Regions from separate parts of the Gossypium hirsutum genome. Here region 1 is linked to region 2. The links are chromatin contacts, called in public Hi-C maps. All regions are on one chromosome and are shown on one strand. The core of a region is the stretch at or near the end of the contact, and the rest is flanking DNA. Distances in the headings are between cores, read along the strand shown.

The links. A called contact is a pair of places that touch in the nucleus more often than the background predicts.
Region 1: a Hi-C map of leaf shows a contact between it and region 2, with 1.7 times the contacts expected there. The contact joins the promoter of LOC107942590 here to the promoter of LOC121209487 in region 2. A contact is called at or near these places in 3 of 34 Hi-C or Micro-C datasets (all in leaf).

What each region holds. Positions count from the first base shown.
Region 1 is chrA11:121,140,278-121,143,619 of Gossypium_hirsutum_v2.1, forward strand. It overlaps LOC107942590, which reads left to right and starts at 1,632. Exons shown (of 8, transcript XM_041080215.1): 1 at 1,632-1,789.
Region 2 is chrA11:120,985,686-120,988,846 of Gossypium_hirsutum_v2.1, forward strand. It overlaps LOC121209487 (transcription factor TGA2.3), which reads right to left and starts at 1,450. Exons shown (of 12, transcript XM_041080201.1): 1 at 1,417-1,450; 2 at 603-794. The coding sequence starts at 700.

The DNA.
Region 1 (3,342 bases), core at 382-2,881, 150 kb after region 2:
ATTTTCAATCATTTCATTAGCTTTTAAAAGAAAATTACACTAATCGACAATCTACCACGGATTAGATTAACCAATAAAACACAAAGTAGAAATTGAAAGTGCAACACAAAGTACAAAATCCAAATTAGAAAATCCAATACGAGTTAGGCAAATAGATAAAGTCCAAAACAAGAATAACACTAAGTTTAGAAAATAACAAAACAAAACATCAAATCCAACACAAAGCTACATACAAGCATTCACAACATCACACATAAACCATTCAGAAATGAACATCTATATCCAAACTAAAGTCACATGACCTGCAAATATCAACTATACAATAATATTCTAGAAAAAAAAAAAGTCAAAATAATTATTTTATTACAACGAGGCTGTATCGAAAGATTAATTTTTTTTGAAAGAATTCTTTAAAATGTTATTTTTTGAGTAGTCGACTGATCCTCCCCAACAATTGAAAGTATTATTCCCTTGTGGGTATTTTATTTTTCGTGCTCTGTCAAATGTCAGTGTGCTGTGAATGATTGTTCGAACTATGGTTCATAGAACCAAGAGTAGCTTAAGTGGTAAGGAGTTTTTATATAAAATTGTAAATGTATTTAAAATATAATTTAAAGTTGACAAATTCGATTAGCTCAGGTTTGATTTTTGTAAAACTGAAACCGACCTAATACAATTAAATTCATCTATTTTTGAAATCAAATTAACTAAACTCAGTTTAAAAATTTAGAGTCAATTGATTTGATCAATTTGACTGGTTGGACATGACTTTTCTTTTATAAGAAAATGTCTCATTTGGTACAAAAGTCAAATGAAATTACGTGGTCTAATTAATGTTGAACACGTATATTCTAATAGAAAAACATGATTTGAGACAAATAATAAAAAAAAACTCTAGTACCAAAATTAACATTGAAATCAAACTCAAGTACTAAATTGAGACAAAAAAATCTTGAAGTATCAAATTGAAAAAAATTCTGGAACCAAAGTGAACATTGAAGCTGAACTCAGGTACCAAATTAGAACAAAAAAACCTCATATACCAAATTGAATATTGAAGCCAAACTTAAGTATCAAATAGTATATTAACTCTTATTTTGCGGTCAATGTACATGAGAGGTCTCTCTATTATAAATGTCTGACCAAACTAGTCCCTTTACCATTAAATGGATCAATTTAATCCCTATACTATTAAAATGAATCAAATAAGGCTAAATTAGAATAGAGTTAACATTTAATGTTTACCAGAGTTAATATTTTTAAAGTTGTTGTGGTTCTATAAATACAATATTTTGTTTAGAATTGAACTGTAGTTGAAAAATAATTTCCATGATATTTTTATATAATAAATGTTAACTCTATTACAATTTGGATTTATTTAATTCTTTTTAATAGTATAGGGACTAAATTGATCCATTTAACAATAAGAAAGACTAATTTGATTCAGTTCATATAATACAAGGACCTCCCAGGTATTTTAACCCTTTGTTCTGGACACCCTACTCTTAGGTGGGTATCCCCTGACATGTATAACCACAATGCTGTGCCGTTTTTTTTTATATATTTATTTATTTTATTTAAAAAAGAAGGTAAGTGTCTATAAATACAAAAATTTCTCCCATCACTGTCTCCACTGGATTTTCATTTATTAATACAATAAATAATAAATAATTAAATAAACCACCACCTTTTTCTCTGATCTTCTTTATTTTCTCTTTATTTTTTCTTTTTTTTTGCCTTTTAATTTCTCAGGTTACCCTGCTTTGTACGAATCGGCTGAAACTCGAAGGTCAGTTGAAAATCCTCTTTATTTATTTGTTTATTTTTTCAATTTTTTATCTACAAATTTTTACAATTTTTTTGAAAACGTATCCGGTAGGTATCATTATCATACAAATCCGTGTTTTTTTTTTGCATGCCGCGGTGAATCGAAACGGAATTAATTTTTCAAATTTTTGTTATATTTTGTGTTATTTTACCCTTTGTTTTGCGTTTGTGATCGTCTTTTTTTTTTCCTAATTTAAATGAAAAAAAAGAGAGAGAAAAGGATGAGGAATTGTTGATTTTTTTAATTATGTTGTTTCGTGTTAATCACTGGTTTAAGCTTGTTGTGTTCGGTGAAATTAGATGAATTTGAGGCAGTATAATCTTTTGTTTTAATCGAATCTTTTGTTTGCATGATCATATAATCGAGTTTTGTTTGTCAAAGTTTTCCCCCCTTATTTGATAAGTTTGATGTTCTATTATTGGAAAAATATGATTAGGAAAATGAAAGATGAATAATTTTAGAAAATTCTTTAATTCCGTTGTTTCATGCTGATCACCGCTTTAAATTAGAAGTGCTAGATGAAATTAGATGACTTTGAGGCAATTTAATCTCTTGTTTTGATCTAATGTTGTGTTTGCATGATCATATAATCGAGTTTTGTTTGTCAATGTTCTTTTTCCCCTTATTTGATAAATTTGTGGTTCTATTATTGGAAAAAAAATTGATTAGGAAAATGAAAAGATTAATAATTGTAGAAAATTCTTTAACTACGTTGTTTCATGCTGATCACTGCTTTAAATTAGTAGTGCTAGATGAAATTAGATGACTTTGAGGCAATTTAATCTCTTATTTTAATCGAACCCAAGTTTTGTTTGTCAAGTGAATTTTTTCCTTATTTAATAATTTTGCTGTTAAATTATTAATGAAAAATTTATCAGTAAAAAGAGAAGATGAATAATTGTTGAAATTTTTTTAGTTATGTTGTTTCATGTGGATCACTGCTTTAAACTCGTAGTGTTTTATGAAATTAAGTGACTTTGAGGTGATTTAATCTATTGTTTTAACTGAATCTTGTGTTTGCATGATCAAATAATCAAGTTTTACTTGTAAAGTTCTTTTTTTTTTTTGTTGATAATTTTGATGTTAAATTATTGATGAAAATTTGATCAGGGAGAAGAAAAGATTAATAGTTGTTGAGAATTCTTTATTATATTGTTTCATGTTGGTCACTGCTTTAAACTTGTAGTGCTAGATGAAATTAGATGACTTTGAGGCAGTTAAATCTCTTGTTTTAATCTAATCTTCTGTTTGCATGATCATATAATCAAGTTCTTGTCTGCCAAGTTAATTTTTTTTCTTATTTTATAATTTTGCTGTTAAATTATTGATGAAAAATTGAGCAAGAGTGAATCGTATAAGGATATTAATTTACTTATGCTTGAATATGTATATTTTTGTATTTGTTGTCAAATTGTGTTTATTTGAGCAAGAGTGAATCGTATAAGGATATTAATTTACTTATGCTTGAATATGTATATTTTTGTATTTGTTGTCAAACTGTGTTTATTTTCAGG
Region 2 (3,161 bases), core at 200-2,699:
ATATAACCATACAACCTTAACACCTACAAAGGGAAAATAAAGGAAAGGCTTTAAAACATGATGAGAACCTTTTGGTCAACATACTTTCCACATATGACAAGCTGATAACGAAACAATACATTAACTCCCAGACTTGTCCCCCTCCTATACTTATAATGAACATAAAAAACCATGAATTCTCCTTCGCCCATCTTAGAATTGCAAACTCGAAGTGCAATCAGAGACAGGTAACTATTGAACATATCCATACAACCTTAACACCTACAGAGGAGAAAATTAATGGTTCTATATCACGATGCAAATCTTTCAGTCAATATAATACCATTCTTTCCTTGGATGACAAATCGACCAATATAAAACGACAAAAAGAACAATCTATTAATTTCATGATTCACCCCTTAAGTAATACTAATATTTTCTTATTCCTATACCTAACATAAAACGAAGTTAATTCTCGATTCATCGAAAATTATAAATTCAAACTGCTTCATTAAATACCTACAATCAATCAAACCAATTCTACTTTACTACAAACTCATATAAATAATTGATGAATTCATACAAAAAGTAAACTAAATGCTCATAAAACAGTGTTAAAATACCTGGAATTTGAAGTCGGTACTGAAGGAACGTAGCTCGGCATCGCTGATAAATCTTTTTTATTATTTTCTACACCATTTTTCAACGTTCTACTGCCCATGGATCACAGCTAAACCATATCATCATCCAAACACAATTTTTTGGTATTATCCTTTTACAGCAAACCACTTTTTCCACTCTTTCAATTTCGTCCACTGAGTCAACCAAAAATACACAAATAACTCGGATAAAAGTAACCCAAAATGATAATTATAAGCTATATATAATCAAACTTCTCAAAAGAAAAAATAAATCAACAAGATTTTCCACTATATTCACCTACTATTCAGTACAATTGTCCAAAAAACAAAAACCCAAATCTAGAAACAAACTAAATAGCAAAATAATTGACTGTAAATCATAAAATAAAAAATAAAAAACCAGCCTTGGGTGTTTTTTTTTTTTCTGGTTCTGTGCTGAAATTCAAAGCTGAACTTGAACTGAGAATAACTAGTTTAGCTAAAAAAACAACAACAACAAAAGGTACTATTAACTGAACAAGAAAATAAGGGAGAGAACAGACTAGAAGAGAAGGGGAAAAAAAGCCAAAGGGAAAAGGGGAAACCCTAACAAAGCTTATTTGAAGAGTAAGAAAAATAAATTTTTAAAAAAGTATTCCTCCATTTTTGACTTTTTCGATTGTATATGTATGGATTAGTCTTTTTCTTTTTTTCTATATATGTATGAATTAGTCAATACATACATAAACATTACGCAATATAAAATTCATCTATACATACATATGCAGAAAAAACAGAGAAACTCTGCCAATCAAACCTTGACATGGTTGGCTACTCTTCAGGTAATTTCATTTGCAAAAAATAATTTTTATTTTTTTAAATAAAAACAAGTTTGAAAAATAGAAATAGAAATTTGTTTTTAATTATGAAAATATAAAAAAAATGTTTGGTAATTATTCTTTTATAATAGAAACACGAGAAATAAAATAAAAAATTAATTTATTGGATTTAAATTAGGGTATCGAATTTAATATTTAAAAATTTGTTCAAAAAAATATTTTGTATTTATATGAGGCCGATTTATTTAAAGTTAAAAACTTTTGTTTTCATAATTTCCACTTTTACCTTGTATTTTTAGTAAAAACAATGAAAACAACTTTTTTTCAAACATGTTTTAATTTTTTTAAAAAGGGATTATGTCGGACTATTTTTATTAAAAGTATAATTAAATTGTCAAGACAATAAATATAAATACGTGTTTTAAATATATTTATGTGATGTTTGAGTTCGCATTTAATGACTAAAGTAATAACTAAGCTGATGAACGAGGTTAATTGATAAGATACTAATACTTTAATAATTCAATTAAAAAATTAAATTTGAAGCAAAATTAAAATCTAGGAGGATCTTGGGGCAATTAATCAAAATTTTTGCCTCATTAACTATTAGTTAAAATTTAATTCCTTTTTAGAGAAAAAAATATATAATCGAATTATATTTTTTTAATTAAATAATTAAATATCTAAAATTTGTTTTCATTAATTATTTTCCTTTTTTATAATCTATTATTGTAATGATGGTTGTCAAATAAATGATATCAATGAGGAAGAAATGTTATGTAATTACAGTATATGATTAAATAATGTCTTGGTATTATCGATTGAGTGTTAGCTTAATTAGTATCGGTGTCAATATTATTGTCAATGCAAACGTGGATTCAAGTTGGTCGAAGCGCATTATCTTCATATTTAAGGGTTAGAGAGAGATTATGTCTAGTTCTAGACATTGTATCAAAAAGAGCAGATAGATATGAAATGTCCTGTCATTTAATTTTTTTTAATTTAAATTTTAGAACATTTATAGAAAAGCAAATATAAAATGTCAATTGAGTTTTAATTTAATTGGCATTGACATTTTTGCTAGTGTAAAAAGACGTGAATTCGAGTACGCTGAAGTGTATTATACTCCTATTTAAGAATTTGAGAAAGATTATAAATAATTTTAGGCATCATATAAAAAAACAAAATAAATAGCAAAATATACAATTGAATACATCATTTTTTTTACTTTTCATTTTTCTCTCTACCATTCACTTTTTTTTAATATTTTCTCTCTTTAAAAAAAACTTTTGATTACTTTTCCTATGGATTTGGATTAATTTCACAAAACATCTTTAAATTATGAATTAAATTTTAACTTAGTCTAAAAATTTTAAAATGTTACAATTAAGTGTTTAAAGTATCATTATCGAACGTTTTCATAATAATTCAAATATGAAATGGAGCTATATCTAAAGAACGTGGGTAAATTTTTAAACACGTATATACCTATCGAATGAGCATCTTAAATTTGACATATTTGGAAAAACAATATTTTTAAAATTTTAATAACACTGTCTCTTTTTTTTTTTTTTTTTTTTTCTAACATGCTAAATGCTAACGGTGCATGTAATAGATGTACACATGTTTAAATTTGATTTGCATATCTTTAATATGTAAGTTAGATTTGATTTTGTATTTAATGCATAATCATTGTTGTCCATGGGCTTAATGCAACATGTTA